Regions from separate parts of the Sus scrofa genome. Here regions 1 and 2 are each linked to region 3. The links are chromatin contacts, called in public Hi-C and HiChIP or PLAC-seq maps. All regions are on one chromosome and are shown on one strand. Each heading gives the region's core, a stretch centred on a gene start, on an enhancer-like site or on the middle of the called end of the contact. The rest is flanking DNA. Distances are from core to core; before and after follow the strand shown.

Region 1 (3,230 bases), core at 435-2,934, 610 kb before region 3:
TGACTTTGCCATTGAAGGCCCAAGTTGGCAGTAGTGTCATAGCTGATGACTGGCAAGGGTGAGGACAGGGTGTCCCTGGGAGAGGCCCCCCTTCTGCTGAGGAAGCAGCTTTTCCAGTCAAACAATAGTGACTGTTCTTGGCTGGCCACCAAGCTGGGCTGGGCAATGGGGGAGCAGGGAGGCAGGACTAGAGCCTCCCTGGGAGCTTTTAAGCATCTCAGGGCCTCAGCCTGGAACATCTTGTCCTGGTACAGCTGGGGATACTGAGGCCTGAGGAGGTCAAGGGTCACATGAATCTGTCAGGGCAAACCACACCCTTCCTACCTCCTGCCCCTTACCCCTGTGGCTTCCTACCCCATGTACACCTGCCGTCAACCAGATGAGGGGCTCAGCCTCCTGAGGACACCTCCCACCCCCTGGCCCTCTAGGGGTCTGGCCAGGATGTGGTGGCTGCAGTGTTCCAGCAGAACCCACCAAACTGGTGAGTCCAGGGAGGGAAGGTGCTGCCCCACTACTAGCTGCGTGCAATTGCCGCCACCCCCCACCCCACGCCCGCCCGCCCCAGCAGGTAGGAGGCCTGCTCAGGCCTGCTGGGACCCAATCAGGCCTGAGGCCTGCTTTAACCTGCTTGGTTCAAAGCCTTGGATCTGAGGCCTGAGGATGTGCAGGCCAGGCAAGGGCCCCTGGAACATGTCCCATCCTGCTGGGAAACCAACCTAGGTGTGCTGATGTCTGCTCAGCACTGGGGTCTTTGCAAACCTGAGAGGCCTGAGCAGACCCCAGCCCTAATGTTGAAATGAACCCAAGGTGGCACTAACAAGCTTCAGATCTGGGGGCCTCCTTGGACATGAAACAAGCTTAAATGTGCTCAGGCCCAAGTTCTAATGACTGTAGGCTTTTAAGTCTGACTACACACTGGGCTCTGGATGCATGGCCCTGCCCCCCAAAGTTTGAGCTTTGGGCATTCCTGTCCCAAATACTTAAGTCTTAAGCCTCAAATGTTAGTCCAGACTACCTTCAGCTCCCTACCCTACAGTGTATTGCTCAGAGGTAGCTGGGGCCCTCCCCATCTTTGATTCTGGTGGGGAGCCTTCTACTCTGAAAGGTGGGTGAGAGGAACAGATGTGGGGACCACCAAGTTCAGGTTGGGTTTCATCTTGTTAGCCCACTCACAGGGCTCACAAAGCTTGGAGGGGTTTGTATCAGTGCTATCCTGGGCTGTGGAACTTTTTTCACTGCCACCCCAGCCAGTTCTGGTGGCCCTGCCTCATGCTAAGCCATCAGAGGAAGGAGAGGGAAAGGTGCCAGGACCCTTTATTGGGACAGAACAACAACGTCTCCTAGGTTGCACAGTGGACCCCTACCCACCCATGTTTCAAGGATTTGGGAGCAGTGTTCTGGTCACAGCCGAGCCCCGGTTCATCTTGTGGCCCTCCCAAGCCTTGGTGAACTTAATCAGAAGGCCCTTAGTGCAGAAAAGACCCCAAGCCTCCCCGGGCTCTCCGGAGCAGCTGCGGGAGTCCTGCGGAAAGGGCGGAGCCCGGAGTGGGGGAGAGGCATGGGCGGGGCCTGGAGGACGCGACGGGGGTGGGGTTAGGTGGTGATTCCGGAGCCAATGCCGAAGGGGCGGGGCCATAAGGGGCGGAGTGAGTCTCTAGCGTTACAAGGAGGCGTGGCCACCCTGGATTGGCCCCCAGTCCTGCGCGGCGTGGCCGTCAGGGAGCTGGCGTGGCTGGCGGCTAGGACTCTGCGGCGCAGCGGCTCCTTTAAGCACCTCCCGGCACCGCCCCCGCCGCCCCGCCCCCGGCACGGCCTGGGTCTGTTTGGCCGTGGGGTCGGGTCCGCGCGGACCGCGATGGAGCTGCACATCCTAGAGCACCGGGTGCGGGTGCTGAGCCTCGCCCGGCCCGGTCTCTGGCTCTACACTCACCCACTCATCAAGCTGCTCTTCCTGCCCCGCCGAAGCCGGTGCGCGTCCGGGTCCGGGCACAGAGGGGGGTGGGCTGCACTGTCACTCTGAGATGGGATCGGGAGATTAGGACCTCCGCGGGGCCAGCGGGAGCAGACAGGGAGAGCGCTCCCCGCCCCCCGCTCCCCACCGCCGCCATCCGGCCTGGGCCTACCCTCCCTGGGACCGCCGCCTATCCGGCTCGTGAGGCCCCCTCACAGAGCTTGTTAAGGCGCAGACAGCCTGGGATGGTCAGTGCTTAACTCCTAGTGGTTTCACATGGGGGCATTTCTTCCTGGCAACTTCGGAGAACTTTTTCCAGCTGCCTCTCATCGGGTCAGAGGGGCTGGTCTAAGGGGGCTCGGACGCCCGGGACTGCCGCCTTGGGTGAGCCTCTCCTTCCTCTTGGAATGCTGGGCAGGGGCTTCTGCAGAGATCTGGGCGGAGGAAAACGGTTCGCAATTCTGGAGATGGGGCCCACGCCCCACTGTTCTGGGGAGGAAATTGAGTCTGGAGGGGGCAGGGAGACGCCCAGCCGGGGTGGGGGGTGTCTGCCCGCCCCCTCCGCCCACCCAGGCTGAAGATGCTCCCTGCCCCCACCCAGGTGCAAATTCTTCAGCCTGACGGAGACCCCTGAGGATTACACGCTCATGGTGGACGAGGAGGGCTTCAAAGGTGGGGACTGGGCTGGGGAGGGTGAGTAGGGGAAGGAGGTTGTCCTCCCCTTTTTGCAGGATTCTAAGAGAATGCTAGGATCTAATGTACCAAGAGTTGGGGCCCTGAAGGCAGATGATCTGGGTTCCAGTCCATTTCCACTACTCACTGGCTGTGTGCCCTTGATCAAGTCACTTCCCCTCTCTGAGTTGTTTATTTCGTTTTATGTAAAATGGATATAGTTACGGTTCTGATCTATTTGGCCCCATGAGGGTTTTATAAATGGGGCAGTGTGTAAAGGGCATTTAGCAGCCACAGACCAGCAGCAGGGCCTCAGTTACAGCTCTGGGGCAAGAATCAGGCTTCTGTGGCTGTTCTTGCCCCCCACCCCATTATTTCCCCTTGGGCTTCACTCCCTGGTGTGGGTCACTCCCTCCCTGACTGGTCTGGGAACTCCGAGAGTCTGAGGGTTGGGGAAGGAATGCAGGAGCCGGCAGCCAGCCCAGGGCAGGATCCTACGGGGCCTCCTAGCTGTGTTTGGGCGATTAGCAGCCACCTTGGCTGTGGCCCATGTGCTGGACTGGACACCAGCCTGGTCCCTCCCTGATCCCTGGAGCTGATATCTGGC
Region 2 (3,478 bases), core at 291-2,790, 700 kb before region 3:
ATTTCTGTATATGGTGTGAGGTAGTAGTCCAATTTTATTCTTTGGTACATTATATCCAGTTGTTCCAGCACCATTTGTGGAAGACACTGTTCTTTCCCTGTTGAATGGTCTTGGCACCCTTGTTGAAAATCAGTTGGGGGAGTTCCTGTTGTGGCTCAGTGGAAACGAATCTGACCAGTATCCATGAGGATGTAGGTTCATCCCTGGCCTCGCTCCGTGGGTTAAGGATCCGGTGTTGCCGTGAACTGCGGTGTAGGTCACAGATGTGGCTTGGATTTGGTGTGGCTGTGGCTGTGGCATAGGCCAGCGGCTGCAGCTCCAATTTGACCCCTAGCCTGGAAACCTCCATATGCCAAAGGTGTGGCCCTGAAAAAAAAAAAAAAAAAAAAAGAAAATCAATTGGCTATAGATGTCTGGGTCTATTTCTAGACTCCCAATTCTATTCCATTTGTTTACATGTCTATCTTTACTACGCTGTTTTTTGATCACTGTACCTTTGTAGTATGTTTACAAATTGGTAAGAATGAGTCTTAACTTTATTCTTTTTCCAATATGGGCTAGTCAGGGCCCTTTGCATAGGATGGGTTTGTCATTAGAGGAGTTCTCTTGTGGCACAGCGGGCTTGGGCCTGCTATGGCTCAGGTTCGATCTCTGGCCACTTCCACATGCCATGGGTGTAGCCAAAGAAAAAGTCATTACAATTTTAATTTTAGGAGTTCCCATCGTGGCTGAGCAGTTAATGAATCTGACTAGCATCCATGAGGATGCAGGTTCAATCCCCAGCCTGGCTCAGTGGGTTAAGGATCCAGTGCTGCCAGTGACTGCTGTGTAGGTCACAGAAGTGGTTCAGATCCTGTGTTGCTGTGGCTATGGTGTAAGCCAGCAGCTACAGCTCTGATTTGAACCTTAGCCTGGGAATCTCTATATGTCGTGGGTGTGGCCCTAAAAGGCAAAAAAAAAAAAAAAAAAAAAATTAATTTTATTGGGGATTGCTTTGAATATGTAGATGACTTTAGGTAGTATTGCCATCTTAACAGTATTAAGTCTAGCAATCCATTAACCCGAGCATCATTCCATTTCTTTAGGTATTCTTTTTTTTTTTTCCTCCCCAGGGCCGCAAGTAAGGGGATATAATGGACAACACTACGGAGCTGAGTTAGGCCTGGTCCCACTTTCTGCCCCTCTGGGACCCTTACCTCAATTTCCTCCCCAGCTCCACGCCCTCCCTGCCCGCCTCCAGAGTTCTGTCCGGTGGAGAAAGGGAGGCCTAGGCCAACCCTGAGCGTCGGGCCGCTATAGAGAAAGGGCCAGCGTCCAGACCTCTAGACATTCCTCCAGACAAAACGCAACAAGTTCAAATCACCTACTGTCTGACTTGAGTATGGTGACCTCGCACCGCCCAGATCCAGCGTCCCAGACCTCCGCCGCCGGTGTTCTCCGCGGCCACCAGGGGGCGCGCGCAGCCCGGTCTGGGCAGGAGAGCCGCCTAGAGCCCACGCCGCCTCCCGGAGCCCCGCCCCGTCCGGCCACGGCCCCGCCCCCTCCCCTCCCAGCGCCCCGCCCCGTCCGGCTGAGGCTTCGCTCCCCAACCCCGCAGCGTTCGGGACCCCGGGATCTCTGTGCGGCCTGCTCGCCGGGTCCGGCCATGGGCCCCGCCGCTCGCCCCGCGCTGAGGTCGCTGCCACCTCCTCCTCCGCCGGCGCCGTCGCCCCTGCTGTTGCTGCTGCCCCTGCTGCCACTCTGGCTGGGCCTGGCGGGGCCCGGGGCCGCGGCGGACGGCAGCAAGCCCACGGCCGGGGCGGGACGGGGCGGGGCCCGCGCGGTACGGGTGGACGTGAAGCTGCCGCGGCAAGACGCTCTGGTGCTGGAGGGCGTCCGGATCGGCCCCGAAGCAGACGCGGCGCCCCTGATGGGCGGCCGCCTGATGCTGGTGAGCGCCGCTGAGCCCTATGGCCTCCGGCCCGCTTTAGACCTTGTGCCCAGATCCAGCCTTCGTCCTGGACCAAGCCCTGGCAGCCCAGCGCCTCTTCCTCAGGCTGCCAAGGCCCCCAGCGTTCAGGTTTCCAAAATCTGAGATCAGATGTCTTCCCCTCCAAATTCGTCCCCAAACCCTGGCCTTGCATCCTCTGTGTGCCTGATCCCCCTTCCTCCCCCTCTCCCTCTATCCACGGTCCCTCACCCCACAGATGGACGTTGTGGATGCTGAGCAGGAAGTGCCCAGAGAAGGCTGGATTGCGGTGGCATACGTGGGCAAGGAGCAGGCGGCCAGATTGACCAGGAAAGTCAGGGCAGCGGCCCACAGGCCTATCCCAAGGCTCTGGTTCAGCAGGTGCAGAGGGTGTATGTGAAAAGGGGGCTAGAGGAGGGTTTTCAAGGCAACTACTAGAGCCAGACCACCTGGTTAGTGGTGGGCCGGTAAGGAGCCTTCAGAGAAGCCCTGGGCCTGGGTAGGGCCAGGGACCCTAGTTTGTAGAATCTGGGTCAGTGTGGTTGGCAGCAGGGAGGTGGGAGGAGGCCAGAGAGTCAGGAAGCTTAGTCAGGGAGTGCCTGCTGGGGTGGGCCCTGCTTGGACCAAGGAAGGCCCTGTATTGTTTGGGTCCCATAGAACATCTGAGGGGAAGGCAGGAGGCATAAGGGTTTCGGCCTTTGACCTCAAGGAGCTTATAGTCTATCCAGAGGAAATGTTCTCTCCAGAGATAAGAACAACCGTGGCCATAGGTAGTGAGACGCATGTGTGGGCAAGTATATGTGTGTGTGTGAGCCTTTGCCTCTGTCCTGCAGATGCGGAGGGCGCTCTTCCTGGGAGCCTCTGCCCTGCTCCTCCTCATCTTGAACCACAACGTGGTCCGAGAGGTAAACCGGATCAAGCCTAGTGGGCATGCAGGCTGGGGGATGGGCAACCAGGACTGGCTGACCTCCCTGTCTTCCTACAGCTAGACATATCCCAGCTTCTGCTCAGGCCAGTGATTGTCCTGCATTATTCTTCCAACGTCACCAAGCTGTTGGAGGCACTGTTGCAGTGAGTTGGGGTTTGAGCTCCAGAGGACTGGGCCTGGGTGCTATGGTCCCTGGCTTTGCCATGGGCTCAGGGGTCTTGGGACCAGGTCCTTTCCTGTTTATTTAAAGATGGTTTTCTTCTGCTCTGAAAAATGGGTGAGGGAACTGGAAGAAGGAGGCTGCTCCATGGGCAGAGGTGATTAGCTCCAACAAGGAGGAGGGCCGCTGCTTCTCTGTGCTTATGGGCCTCCTTGGCCTGGCTTTATAAGAACTGGAAAAACCATGGAGTTGCCGTCATGGTGCAGTGGTTAATGAATCTGACTAGGAACCATGAGGTTGCGGGTTCGATCCCTGGCCTTACTCAGTGGGTTAAGGATCCAGCTTTGCCGTGAGCTGTGGTATGGGTCACAGACGTGGCTTGGATCCCGCGTCGCTGTGGCTCTGGTGAAGGCCGGCGGCTGCAGCTCTAATTCGACCCCTA
Region 3 (3,548 bases), core at 917-3,416:
CGTCTCTGACCTATACCCACAGCTCAGTGAAACCTTAACCCGATGAGCAAGGCCAGGAATTGAACCCCCGTCCTCACAGATACCAGTAGGGTTCGTTAACAACTGCACCATGATGGGACCCCCCTTCATAGATTTTCTTGAGTAGATGCTTCTTCACTTGATGTCTGCTCTTAGAACAACTTCCAGAGGGTTTACAAAAAAAAAATTTTTTTGGCCACACCTACGGCATGTAGAAGTTCCAGGGCCAGGGACTGAACCCACGCCACAGCAGTGACCCAAGCCATAGAGCCACAGCAGTGACAACGTTGGATCCTTAACCTGCTGTGCCACCAGAGAACTCTCTAAATTGGTTTTTGTTTTTGTTTTGTCTTTTTAGGGCCATACTGTGGCATATGGAAGTTCCCAGGCTAGGGGTCGAATCAGAGCTGTAGCCACTGGCCTACACCACAGCCACAGCAACGCGGGATCCGAGCTGTGTCTGTGACCTACACCACAGCTCATAGCAATGCCAGATCCTTACCCACTGATTGAGGCCAGGGATCGAACCTGTGTCCTCATGGATACTTGTTTCCACTGAGCCACGACAGGAACTCCTAAATTGTTTTTTAAAAATAAATTTTACCAGTTTACAGAGCACCATGTCACTGGAGTTCCTCACCCTGTCAGGCTGGAAGGGATCCTGCCTAAGGCCATTTTTGTTCTACAGAGGTAGAACTGAAGAGTTGAGCAGTTGCAACTCGGACCCTAAGGCTTGAAAAGCTGAAAAAATTTATTATGGGCCCGTTACAGAAAAAAAATTGCCAACCACTGACTTATGTTGCTGTTGCCAATTCTGCTTGTCCCCAGGCCACACTCTGAGTAGCAAGGACATAAAATTACTTGAGAGCAGTACTGTATTGGCTCGAATCAAAACGCTCCTTCACCATTTACTGGATATATGGTTTGGGGTACCCACCTAAATGAGTTGTTTTGAGAGGTAAGTGTATGAATGTCTGACACTTAGGACGTATTCAATAAAGGATAACTTATCATTGTGATACAAACTGTAGGGAAAGTTTAGGATATCATCTTTTTCCTCGAAGAGTTTTTTCCAGAAAATTTAAGCTGTGAAAAAGGGAAACAACTACTGTAGACTGTGCAATAAAATGAGATGCAACTTTTAATAGCTGGGGTACATAATATAATCGAATAAAGTTAAAAACTCTATAAAGCTGAAGTTAAAGCCTGACACTGAAAATTAAATTTCGCTACCACGGATGTTTTCAGACTCTTGGAATAACAATGAATGAAAACCTTCAGGAAGCACTTCCAAACCCAAAAGTCCCATTGAAAAAAGCAGCGATTATCTTTAACATGACGATTTGGGCCTAGATGGCTCCTTCCGGTTCTGACCCTCTCAGTCTTTGCCCAGAGATGATATAAACAGAATCCCGAAGCTTCCACCTCAACTGTCACCGCGGCAAGGGCGCCCAGGTCGGTGCCAGATCCGCACCAGGGCCCGATCCCGCCAGGCCTCCCTTCGCTGCAGCCCGTAGGGGCTGCCGGCCGGTTACCTCGCAATTGAACTCCATCTCCGCGTCCATAGTGACGATCCGCACGGTGAACGTCTTGGGCTGCTTCCTCTTGAGAGAGCTGAAGCTCATTCGGGAAGCGATGGCCCCGGCCATGGCGTGGGGCTCAGGCCCGGGAACCTGGGGCCCCGGGGCCTGCACTCTGGACCTTTTAGCCTCCCTGGAGAAGCCGCACAGGCCTCAGGGCCACCATGGTGGCCGGCCGGCCGGCCCGGGAGCTGTCTGAGCGGCGCGGGCCCCCAGCGGCCAGCATGGGCCGCGAGGACCGTGCCCTGGGAACGGAAAGGGGAGTTGGGGGGCGGGCCCTGATGGCCGCGGGGAGAGATCGCGATCAGGGACAGACAAGGCGGGCACCGCCCGGCTCTCGCCGGGACTCGGGCTGGGGACGTTGGGGACGCCCAGGGACGGGGGCCCTAGACGGCGGCTGCCCAGACCCTGCGCGCCTCTCAGCGGCCAACAGAGGTCTCAGGGGCCGCTCTCCAGCCAGGCGCGCACGTGCGCGCGTGGCTGTCACCGTCCTAGCTCCGCGCACCCGCGGGAAGCGTCCCCTCCCCGCATCCCCCGGCCTGCTCCCTGCCCCGCCCTCAGGCCCTTCAGAGCGCTACACGCAACGCAACCTAACTCGGCGGCTGCAGCCTAGACACCACGATTGGCTGAGAACTCTGAGGGAGGCGGGACTTTCTCCCGCTGTCCCACCTTCTTCAGTAGGACTTTACCAATTGGAAGTTCAGATCTAATTGGAGGCGCGGGATTACCCTCGACGTTGAGTGGCTAAGGCAGCGTCACTCCGAACGCTTTTGTTCGTAGGGGTACGCCTACTCTAGCAAGACTGGTTGACGCGGGGAGCCCGGCGCGCCTTTCCCAGGAAAACAAGAAGAGGCTGCTCCCGGGGCGCGGGAGATGAGTCACTCCTCAGTTCAGCAAGGGACTGCCCTTCGGACCAGGTCTGCGCCGAGTGTGGCGCCCCAGGAGACTGCGTTTCGAACGCCGAGCGGCCAATCCTGTTTAGCACTTAATTGCATGTATTACATGTACTGACTTGGTTTTTCTTAAACTTTCAAATCACTTGAGGCCGCTTGGTAGCGGGCAGTTTCCGCCAAGTCCTTCAGCTTCTGTTGAGGAGAAATTCTAGTTGTTACCGCGGGAGGGGGTAATAATTGCATCTGTCTCATGGAGTTGTTGAGGAATTTAAGCGAGATCATCCATATAAAGCTTTAGATAAGTGACTGGTCATACTACGTTGAATCTTATGAAATTATTCTTTCTGTAGATTTAAAAAACTAGAAAAATGAAAGCAGTTTTTATGTTGTGTTCTGTGTGATTTCCAGTTTCAGATCATATACATGATTTTTGTTTAAACTTCCTCAAGGGTTACAGTGAATGTGTGTGAGAGAGAGGTAGGGGAGTATAACTTTCTGTGTTTTTGTTGTGGTTCTTTAGGGCCACACCTGGGGCATATGGAAGCGCCTGGGATAGAGGTCCAACTGGAGCTGCAGCTTCCAGTCTACACCACAGCCACAGCAATGCCAGATCTGAGCCGCATCTGCGACCTACATCACAGCTCAGGGCAATGCGGGATCCTTAAACCACTGAGGGAGGCCAGGGATTGAATCCGAGTCCTCTTTGGATACTAGTTGCTGAGCCACAACTGGAACTCGTGTGTGTGTGTGTGTGTGTGTGTGTGTTTCTGTTTCTCTTTTAATCCAAATTTTAAGTTAATTCTTAGTGGTTGCCTAGCTGAGTGGTTGAAGGTTAAGCGTTGCACAGGTATTAACTATCATTATCACCCCCACCCCCACTCTACAGGTGAAGAAAAAGCTCAGCATGACGGAGCTACTTGCTGGCTAGCATCTAACTGCTGAGAGGCAAAGCTGGAACTCAAACCCAGGTCTGTTCCACCCAGAGACTGCTCGTATTACCTCTACTCTGCTCTCCTTCCCTGGTGGTGGCTTCTGAATTGCTCCTCCTGGTTACAGC

The links. Hi-C and Micro-C count contacts between places; a contact is called where the count stands out from the background. HiChIP or PLAC-seq counts read pairs in DNA pulled down with a chosen protein or histone mark.
Region 1: a contact with region 3 is called in an H3K27ac HiChIP or PLAC-seq map of alveolar macrophages. The contact joins the promoter of CASTOR1 here to the promoter of NF2 in region 3. A contact is called at or near these places in 1 of 5 promoter capture datasets (fetal liver), 1 of 47 Hi-C or Micro-C datasets (skeletal muscle) and 1 of 2 datasets of contacts at active chromatin or transcription factors (alveolar macrophages).
Region 2: a contact with region 3 is called in a Hi-C map of heart right ventricle, with 2.7 times the contacts expected there. The contact joins the promoter of RNF215 here to the promoter of NF2 in region 3. A contact is called at or near these places in 1 of 5 promoter capture datasets (fetal liver), 1 of 47 Hi-C or Micro-C datasets (heart right ventricle) and 1 of 2 datasets of contacts at active chromatin or transcription factors (alveolar macrophages).

Annotation. Positions count from the first base shown.
Region 1 is chr14:47,265,183-47,268,412 of Sscrofa11.1, reverse strand. It overlaps CASTOR1 (GATS-like protein 3), which reads left to right and starts at 1,684. Exons shown (of 7, transcript XM_021072302.1): 1 at 1,684-1,968; 2 at 2,553-2,623. The coding sequence starts at 1,856.
Region 2 is chr14:47,355,253-47,358,730 of Sscrofa11.1, reverse strand. RNF215 (RING finger protein 215) reads left to right here and starts at 1,540. Exons shown (of 10, transcript XM_005670838.3): 1 at 1,540-1,930; 2 at 2,187-2,271; 3 at 2,274-2,329; 4 at 2,782-2,853; 5 at 2,934-3,019. The coding sequence starts at 1,646.
Region 3 is chr14:46,652,487-46,656,034 of Sscrofa11.1, reverse strand. NF2 (merlin) reads right to left here and starts at 2,166. Exons shown (of 16, transcript XM_003483446.4): 1 at 1,554-2,166. The coding sequence starts at 1,667.